2 separate regions of the Mus musculus genome follow, and region 1 is linked to region 2. A link is a contact called in public promoter capture Hi-C data. All regions are on one chromosome and are shown on one strand. The core of a region is the stretch at or near the end of the contact, and the rest is flanking DNA. Distances in the headings are between cores, read along the strand shown.

Region 1 (5,227 bases), core at 1,338-3,837, 150 kb after region 2:
GGACCTTAGTGGCTTATCTTTTATTAGGTTGATCTTGCTAACTAGTACTTTTTAAAGGTACTGTTATTTCTAGTGAGTGGCATTTCCAAGCACTGGTTCTCTCTGTCTTCCTGAGCTTTTTGTAGGATGATATGTATGAAGGTAGTAGGCACATAGTCAGACCAGTTTCCAAATGCCTGAACATTTAGTCAATTAACATAAGGCCGGCTGCCAAGGGAGTGTCGGGAGACAGAGACAGCTTTGACCGAGATAACTCTCACTGATGGGAAGCTTGTCGTGATTTCAGGGGTTAACTGCCAAGGTGGGGCTAGAGAGATGCTCAGCACTGAAGAACTCTGAGTGCTCTTCCATAGGACCTGGGATCACTTCCCAGCACCTACATGATGATTCACAACCTTCTGTAACTCCAGTTCCAAGGGAGCAGTTGCGTCTTCTGGATTCTTTAGAAATCTGCAGGCAAAACATGCATACACATATCAAAACAAGCTTCCCAATTGTACAATGTGTCGACTGTTATTGTCTAGCAGTTCCCAGTCAGCTTATAGCAACTAAGGATCAGAGAGTGTAAAGGGATGGTAGGTAATTGTTTAGAGGTGTTTTATTAAAACAAGGTAAAGTTACACTTTTATTTGGGCTCAGTATGTGGCCTAAACTGGTCTTGTATTCAAGTCCTCTGATCTTGGCCTCTCACCCTTGGATTGCAGGCATACACCCCCAAACCAGGCAATGGTGAAATGTGAATTAAACATCTTTCTTTGAGACAGGATCTCAGTGTGAGTTTGAGATGGCCTTGAAGCAGAAATTGTCCTTCTGAGCTCCGGGATTACAGGCTTGAGCCACCACAGCTGGCTGACATGTTCTGATGTAATCTTCCAGGGAGTCAAAGCAAACCCTAGTTCTGTGAGGACGAGGCCTCCTCTGCCCCCCGCAGACAGGGCTTACTTTCAAGGCTGCCACAGGGCTGAAGAACAGAGAGTACGACCTTTACCACAGAACGTGTTGTTTTTATGAAATAAATTCTCTGGTTTTTCTTGACTAAATATTCTCATTGAAGCTGCAAGCTTTTAGTTTCTTAGCTCAAAGAGTTGTTTGATGCATTTGAGTGTTGTTTGTTTTTTTAAAGATTTATTTATTTACGATATGTAAGTACACTGTAGTTGTCTTCAGACACACCAGAAGAGGGCATCAGATCTTGTTATGGATGGTTGTAAGCCACCATGTGGTTGCTGGGATTTGAACTCAGGACCTTTGGAAGAGCAGTCAGTGTTCTTAACCGCTGAGCCATCTCTCCAGCCCCCGTGTTTGTTGTTTTTAAGGAGAAGGACTGAGCTGCTTTCCCAGTCCCAAGTGTGGCCACACCTCTCTTGCTGGGTGCATACCTAACACCGGTGTGAGGACCATGTCCCAGTTCTCATGGGCGTCACAGTGTATATTTTGCAAGTAACTCTTCATACTGAGTAAATCTGCTTGAATCACTGATCTTCTTAAGTTGTCCATGGTTTTGGAGTTTAAGTTCTTTATTCTCTGATGTTTTCAGCGATGGTCTCTTTGTGTCACTGTGAGTATATAAATAGGTGTCTTCATTTGTCACTGACTTCGTTCACTTTGCAAAAACACTTGGTCATCTTGCTTCTTACACTGGGTTCGTGAGCGATGACTAAGTTGCAGCAATTGAAGAAATTCTTTGACAGGCCAAACATTATTTTTACCACATTGTGGATTTTTGACATTTTCAATGTATTAGGGTAATTTCTGTGTGTTCAAAGTGATTTTGCATGAATCATCTCCCACAGTGAATGGCATATGCTCTCACTGTTTATTTCCAACCATTTAAAGCAATTTCTTTAACTTTAACAATTCAAAGAAAGTTGTTTTTTTTTCCCCTACTGTGGATTCTTTTGTTGCCAGAAACCTTGGCAGATTAATCTCAGGGGATGAAAGTGCTCACCCTAACCGCTTACCTTGAGTGCAGATTTGTCCTTGTCCCTGCACTAGTTGGAGCCCCACCGCTAACTAGACCTAGCGTTCTTGTCAAACAACAGAGTCTTCACCTAGCGTTGCGTTGTGCTCCTGTTTCAGTGAAGAGCAAATGCAGTCCGCAGAGCTCTGGTCTTAGCTGGCTGCCTCCCAGGGCTCGGGATGTGGTGACTTTTGGGTGCCGTTGAAAGTTTTCCCAGGCTGGAGACATGGCTAGTGTTAAGGGCACTTACTGCTCTTACAGAGGACCAGGGTCCCAGCACCCACTGTGGCTCACAACTGCCTACAACTCCAGCCCCAGAGGACCAGACGCCCTCCCGGCCTCTGCAGGCTCCTGCATGCACATAGAGCACATGTGTTCATGCAGGCTTACACATACATGTACACAGAACGATTGCTCTTGAAGGCTGATTTTGATATGTGTGAAAATGTTCATTTTGCATGATGACTGATAGTCTCACCTCTGAGGAAGCCACTCTCCAGGGTATCCTGTAGTGAAGTCACTTTCCGGACTTGGTGCTTGTTTTCCTCCTGCAGTCTCTGTTCTGTACCCGAGTGACACTCTCAATTCAGACGAGGCTTAATGCTGTGACTGTGAACCTGGAGGTAGTGTGACGTCCCTCTTCCTCTTCCTGTTTCTATATTGTGTGGAAGAGGAGGCGAGACTGTTTTAAGACTTTCCTACTAGAAGTTTAGAATATCATTGTCAATTCTTTCTCTTCCTTATATACCTCTAAAACCTCCTTTAGATTTCTATTTGAAGTATATTAAACGTATAGCTTAAATTGGAAGGACTTTTTCCCTGAAGTGCTTTGGGTTGCTCCTTTAGGGAACAGTGTGCTCTCCCATGTGTTGGTTGTTCTCCCTCTCTCCGCTCTCGACCGTTCGTTTTGTGTGTTTCTCTTTAAAATCTTCCGTGTTGTCAGTTCTGGTTCCTTGGGATGCTGTTTTGTCTCATGCTCTGCTCATTGTTGTAGTGCAAGCTTCTCCCATTATACCTCCCAGGCGTTTCATTGTGAAAACAAATCCTCATTCTCCTTAAGTGGCCGTAGATTTGTCAAGTTAAGAACTTCCGTTTCCCGCAGCCTGGCAGTGCTGACACTGGCACAAAGCGCGCTTCTCCGTCTCAGATGCGCTTCACTCTGAAATAGTCTGATTAAAGAAATAAATGGAGAAAATGAAAAATCCTCTTCAGATTGTCACTGTACCAATAAGAACTGGTTTCTGAAATTGCACATTTTTGTTTGCAGTGATGATATTATCATAGCAGCCTCCTTAGAGAATTGGCTCCCTCCCGGCTAGGGGTGTGGCTGGTAGTGGAGAGACTGCTCACTCAGTCTTCTGGTCCCGGGGAGGGGCGGGGGGTGGGGGGTGGGGAGGTGGGGGGGTGGCACAGCGGTGCTCCCGGCTGCTCATTCTGGTTGGTGGTCAGTCAGTCAGCGTTAAAGAGGACTGTGCCTCTGTTGTGGCCCTGCCTTGGAATACTTCCTGTTTTAGGTCCCGGCTGTTGAACAGTTTGCTTATTTTCATGTTTCTCTCTAGCACCTGTGGTTTCGGCATTAGTTAGTTTGGATTTCACTGTGTTCTCCAGCCATGCTTGCTCCTGAGTTCCCCTTCAGAGCCAAGTGTTATGCTGGAGGGCTGTCATCCTGACCAAGGGCTGGGAGATTTCACCTCTCCTCCCTGTAGATGTACATATTGATGGCTTGTGATTTGTGTTGTGTAACCAGCTGGAGATAATTGTCTTCTTACCTCAGTAAAAGGTGGTGCCTGAAAAACCTCCTAGAACAAGACATAGTCATCAACAGATCAGTAAGCTAGAGCGCTCTTCGTGCCTAATTGTCAAAGCTAATCACTGAGATGAGCCATTGGGCCTTAATTAAAGCCCCTGGCACCATAATGTGAGCTGGGATCCCACTAGAGCACTCAGTCTTACCTTGGTGATTGGCCTTGGGGCATAATTATAAATATAGAAGTTTTTATTACTATGCTAACCTTTCCTCCAGTCATTTATTTATATGCATTCATATGAAAGAATTTGCTGACCTTAACATTACAGATAGGTCTTAGACTAGTAAGCAAGCTGGGAATTTTACTTAAATTGCCAACTATATTAATATAAATTTGTACACAAATTTAGTAACTTTCTTACGTATAGTTCATATTAACTATAGTTCACACATTCATGTTTTTGAAATATTAGTATTACAGCTTAGTATTTATAAAGAAGTACTAGCCCTAAAATTTTAAAGTAACAATCACGTTTGGTGACATAATGATGTCATAGTTCAACAGGGAGAATTTTTTAAAAAGTGTTTTTATTTTGTGTTTGTGAATGGTTGCCTGTGGGTGTGTGTATGTGTACCATGTGTGTGCCTAGTGCCTAAGGAAGCCACAAGAGGGTGTTGGTTCCCTGGAACTGAGCTGTGAATAGTTGTGAGCTGCAGTGTGGATGCTAGGAACTGAACCCTGTTCTGCAACAGGGTTCCCTGAGAGCACTTATTTTAACCCCTTGTTTACCACTTATTTTAACCCCTTGTTTACCGTCATCATTATTGAGTAGTAGGGATTAAAGCTAGACCCTCATGCATACTAGACCAAGCGCTGCTTCCTGAGCTATAGCTCAGCTGTGTTTTCACTTTAAAATAGAGTCTTACCAAGTCATGCAGGCCAGCCATGGGCTTGGTGTCCATAGCCAAGTTGGACTTGAACTTTCCATCCTCCTGCCTCAGCCTCATGAATAACTGGGGTAACAGACTTGTACCGACAGACCTGGCAATTCATTCTTTTCCTTTTTTTTTTTTTTTATTGCATGTATTTTATTTGTGTGTGTTTGTGTGGGGGTATGGGGGTGAAAGAGAGATTTTAGGTCAGAGGAGAGCCCGCTGGAGTCATCCTCTGTGTTGTCAGGCTGGCCAGCAAGCTTTACACTGAGCCATCTCAGCAGCTCCTGGGAACTTAGTTTTAAAGGAGACTGAGGCACAAAGATGTTGATCTTATCTGGGGTCGTCATTAATGAAGTGGAGGCTCGTGCTTGGCAGGAAAGTGTAGGGGACAAGGAGTAACTACAGCTCTCATGATGCTGGGGCAAAGCACATGTTCCTGGGACAAAGAGTTACATTTTTAGCCATCTAAAATTTCCCCTTGTTGTGGGAGTGGAAGGAGCAATTCTTCCATTCTGGAAATCTATCTCATTCTAACTGCTGAATGTTCGGATTTTCAGATGACGAACTCTGAGCCCTCAAATCTC
Region 2 (4,905 bases), core at 1,888-4,387:
ACAACTACAGTGTATTTACATGTAATAAATAAATAAATCTTAAAAAAAAAAAGAGAGATGTGCTCATCGAGGAGGAGGAAATGGGGCTCTGGAAAGTAGGAATGAAAGATAAGAATCTTGGGTAAAGGTTGGTGATACATACCTCTAACTCTAGTCCTCAGGATCATGGGTGGGAGGCAGCCTGAGGCACCTAGTGAGAACAAAAAACTAATATTAATAATAATTAATAGTTCATACTCACCAATAAATATCATTAACAGATGTCAATCGATTAACATTCATATAATTTAATTTATCAATGTTAAAAAATAAAACAATATGTAAGAACAGGTTGGCTATTTTTCTCCCAAGTTCTTGAAACTCTCGGCGAAAAGCGTTAAGGGAGGAGGAAATGGATTTAAGAGCTAAGAGCTGGGCGGTGGTGGTGCATGCCTGTAATCCCAGCACTCGGGAGGCAGAGGCCAGTCTGGTCTACAAAAGTGAGTTCCAGGACAGCCAACCCTGTCTCGGGGAAAAAAAAGAAAAAAAGAAAAGAAAAGAAAAAAAAAAAAGTCACTAAGAGAAAGAAGTTTCATTGCTGTTGCTATGACAAAAATACTCCCAACAAAAAGCAAGTTCTGGGAGAAAGACAAACCCCAAACCCCAGGCTCCATCCAGCCCATCACTGAAGGGACAGGGGCGGAGGTGGGAGGAACTTCATTGGTGGCTACCGGACATCCTCAGCCAGGATCAGAGAGAAAATGAATGTGCGCATTCTTACCTCAGGTAGCTCTCTCTACTCTACAGTCCAGGAGCCAAAACCAGGCACTGGTGCTGCCCACGGGCAGGTTGGGCCTTCTCCCATCTATTAATCCTCCCAGATACACCCACAGGCCAACCTCATCCTGACAGCTCCTCATGGAGGCTTCCGTTCTGGGTAATTCTAGGTTGTGTAAAGTCTAACCATCCTAGGGGCTGGGCCGTGTGTGTGTGTGTGTGTGTGTGTGTGTGTGTGTGTGGTGTGGTGTGGTGTGGTGTGTGTGTGTGTGTGTGTTTGTGTGGTGTGTGTGTGTATGTGTGTGTGTGTGTTTGTGTGGTGTGTGTGTGTGTGTTTGTGTGGTGTGTGTGTTTGTGTGGTGTGTGTGTGTGTGTTTGTGTGGTGTGTGTGTGTGTGTGTGTTGGGGGCTTGAGGCTGCACTGGTTCGCTCTGTGCAGGTCCTGATCCCGGGGCTGGAGCCTCTTCCTCATCTCTAAGAGTTCTAGCAAGGCCAGCTTTATTTGATGTAAAAGAAAAAAGTCCAATACCATCCACTCTTCATTGCTATTTGCAGTGTTAGAAACTCTTGAGAGTTCAAATAAAGCCTTCATATAACTCAATCAGGCTCCTGAACACACTTCAAGGGCCTGGGATTGGGGGTGGGGGAAGGCTGGACTGAGAAGAAAACTAATTGTGGGCAGGGAGGAATGTTAATAACTACTGATAAATCAGCCAGTGGTTCTGGTCTGCCATCTGAGACCTAGGACTCACTCACGTCCTATTGTTATGGTGCAGAGGAGGTCTGGCGACCCGCTGTGCAAAACTGGTCACAAGGCTTTTGTGTCAGTAATTTTGTTTGCATTTGTTTTCTTTCTTTTCTTCTTCTTTTTCTTTTCTTTTCAAAATTTTTGGCTGGGAGACGACTCCTTGGGTAAAGAAAGCATTTGTGGCATACTTGTGAGGACCTGGGTTCAGATCTCCAGTGCCCATAAATATAAAGTTGAACATGGCTGTCCTCTGAAATCCCACATTTTAGGAAGATTCCCAGAGCTTTCTGGTCACCTACTTTAGCTGAATTAGTAAATCCAGGGTTTAGGGAGAAACCTTGTTGCCAAAAAGTAACTGGAGGGCAATAGAGGAAGGCCCTGAGCATCAGCCTCCGCCTCTGCCTCCCCCTCCCAAGGCTCTCATCCATGTGTGTCCTACATGAACACATCCACACAAAAAGGTTCACACCCCACCCACCCACTCTCACACGAACTAATTATTTGTGTTTGTTTGTTTGTTTTTTAATATCCTGCTTTGCCAACTTGGTCTACATAGACCTACATGGTCCAGAACATCCAGGACTACAGAGAGAGTTCTATCTCAAAAATGCTGGGCTAGAGTGAGATCTTTTAAGAACAGGGGTGAGGGGTAGAGAGATGGTTCGTTGTATAGGCCACTGGCTGCTCTTACAGAGGACCTGGGTTCAGTTCCCAGCACCCACATGGTGTCTTACAACCAAATATAACTCCAATCCCAGCAGGACATCTGATGTCTTTTTCCTGGCCTTCTCTGACAATGAGGCATGTACCTGGCCCTCACACATTCATGCAGCTAAACACCCATACACATTAAAAAAATAAACATAAAGCCGGGCGTGGTGACGCACACCTTTAATCCCAGCACTTGGGAGGCAGAAGCAGGCAGATTTCTGAGTTCGAGGCCAGCCTGGTCTACAGAGTGAGTTCCAGGACAGCCAGGGCTATACAGAGAAACCATGTCTCAAAAAACAAAAAAACAAAAAACAAAAAACAAAAAAAACAAAAACAAAAACATAAACAAGGACAGGCGAGATAGTGAAATGGCACTGAATAAGGGCACTTGTTGCACACACACACACATATGCAGGCACACGTTGTCGTTTGTATTCTTGAATTTTTTGAAACCAGGTCCCACCATGTAACCCCGTTTGCTTTGAACTTGCTATCAGACTGGCCTGGAACTCACAGAGCTTTGTTGGCTTCTGCCTTCTTCAGAGAGAGAGAGAGAGCTGGGATTAAAGGTATGTGCCACCACACCTGGCCAGTGTTTTTGTTGTTGTTTTTAAAGACTTTGAATGCCACAACAATTGAGGGAAAGGCTGTTTTATTATTTCTGCCTCACAGGGAGGAAGCTACAGCTGAAAAGCTGAGGACTGGCCTTGGGGAGTGTCGCTCAGATCTGCGGGGACAGCACAAAGCATAGGCTAGGCTTCTGTTTCTGATGCCAAGGTTTCAGGTCCAGGTCTGGAAACCTGCTCCAGACTTGTTCTGGGAGGGATGGATGGCGCCTTGGAGTCAGCTGCGTCCTATCTGACAGTTCTGCGGCCTCCATTTCCTTCCTGCACTGCTGATTCAAGACCCCAGGAAGCCTGGCTTCCTGTCGGGGACAGCTAGAGGGCAGGCTGCAGAGATGCAGACTCAGCAGTACAGGGTTGTGGGAGCAAAAGCCTGCAGTGGGTTGGAGGCAGCTGTGTGCACATACGCACCACACACGTGCTGTGCACACATACACTGTGACACACCCACATACTAAGCACATACAGATATACAGTGAGCACCCTGAACATAGGCATGCAATGCTCCATAAACAAGTACACAAGAAATACATATAGGTACACAGACAGACAGACAGACACACCTGAGTCACAGAGAGAAGGGCTTTGGTAATAGACACAAAGAAGAACCTGAAAGCAAGAAACAGGAACCGTGGGTAGGTTAAGGCACAGCAAAAATTCTGTAAATTCTTGCTTCATGATTTCTGTCTCAGTGGGCAAAGAGAAAAATCTTTTTGTTTCTGAAACATATCTTCTGAGTTTAAAAATGTTTGCCAGGCGTGGTGGTGCATGCCTTTAATCCCAGCACTCAGGAGGCAGAGGCAGGCAGATTTCTGAGTTCGAGGCCAGCCTGGTCTACAAAGTGAGTGCCAAGACAGCCAGGACTACACAGAGAAACCCTGTCTCAAAAAAAAAAAAAGTTTAAATTGAACTGGGGGTGGGGGGTGGCGCACACCTTTAATCCCAGCACTTGGGAGGCAGAGGCAGATGGATTTCTCAGTTCGAGGCCAGCCTAGTCTACAGAGACAGCTAGGGCTACACAGAGAAACCCTGGATCGAAAAGAAAAAAAAAAAGAAAGAGAGAGAGAGAGAGATAAAAGTCCAGCTTTTATGGTTGCAGGTTTTGTTTGTTTGTTTTTGATTGTTTTGAGCCCAGACTGGTCTCGAACACTGGTCTCGAACTCCCGAACCTCCTGCATTCATCTTTGAAGTGCCAGAATGTGCAAGGCATGTGCTAGGAAGACGCAAAATTAGGAATTTCACTTAACTAAGGTAATGTACAGTTGGAGGAGATATTTTTCCCATTCTTAGGATACTGTGTTGACCTCCTGATGCTGTCCTCTGCCCTCCCGAGGATTTTCAGATTCATGATGTCTCACTTATTAACTGTTGGTCTTAGCGCCTGAGCTATGGATGCTCTGTTCAGGAAGTGATCATCTTTTACAATGAGTTCAAGAGCCCTGACATTATTAATGATATTCTGCAAACAGGAGCCTAGCATAACTGACCTTTGAGAGGTTTCACCCAGCCACCAATAAAAACAGATGCAGAGACTCACAGCCAAATACTAGATAGAGTTAGTAGCAAAGAGAAAATCCTTTTGTTTCTTAAACACATCTTCTGGCCGGGTGGTGGTGGCACAAGCCTTTAATCCTAGCACTTGGGAGGCAGAGGCAGGTGGATTTGTGAGTTCGAGGCCAGCCTGGTCTACAGAGTGAGTTCCAGGACAGTCAGGGCTATACAGAAAAACCCTGCCTCAAAAAACAAACAAACAAAAAACCCCAAAAACAAAACAAAAAAAACAACCAACCAACCAACCAACCAAACAAACAAAAAAACCCATATCTTCTGAGTTTAAAAATGTTTAAATTGAGATAAATTTCTTGAGTTTAAAAATGTTTAAATTGAGATGAAATTCCAGCTTTTATTGTTGCATGTTTTGTTTTTGTTTGTTTTGAGCCTAGGCTGGTCTTGAACTCCCGATCCTCCTGCCTTCATCTTTGAAGTGCCAGAATGTGTGCCAGGTATGTGTTATTACCAAGACTCAAATTTAGGAATTTCACTTAATTAACTAAGGCATGTACTACCT

The links. Capture Hi-C pulls out chosen DNA fragments and counts their contacts.
Region 1: a contact with region 2 is called in a promoter capture Hi-C map of adipose tissue. The contact joins two enhancer-like sites. A contact is called at or near these places in 5 of 484 Hi-C or Micro-C datasets (Th1 cells, embryonic stem cells, group 2 innate lymphoid cells and 1 more), 3 of 115 datasets of contacts at active chromatin or transcription factors (all in embryonic stem cells) and 2 of 9 other capture datasets (adipose tissue and liver).

Annotation. Positions count from the first base shown.
Region 1 is chr11:107,673,339-107,678,565 of GRCm38.p6, forward strand. All of the region lies in intron 31 of Helz (helicase with zinc finger domain), which reads left to right. Among named protein-coding and RNA genes, the nearest start is that of Mir6932, 38 kb to the left of the region's middle. Within about 2 kb of position 2,588, at least 35 of the 459 cell types and tissues checked have an H3K27ac peak or open chromatin away from gene starts, as enhancers often do. A contact at or near this core is called in Th1 cells and adipose tissue, where this site is marked.
Region 2 is chr11:107,526,419-107,531,323 of GRCm38.p6, forward strand. It overlaps A830035A12Rik (a long non-coding RNA gene), which reads right to left. Exons shown (of 3, transcript XR_001780123.1): 3 at 88-190. Among named protein-coding and RNA genes, the nearest start is that of A830035A12Rik, 5.3 kb to the right of the region's middle. Within about 2 kb of position 3,138, at least 69 of the 459 cell types and tissues checked have an H3K27ac peak or open chromatin away from gene starts, as enhancers often do. A contact at or near this core is called in Th1 cells and adipose tissue, where this site is marked.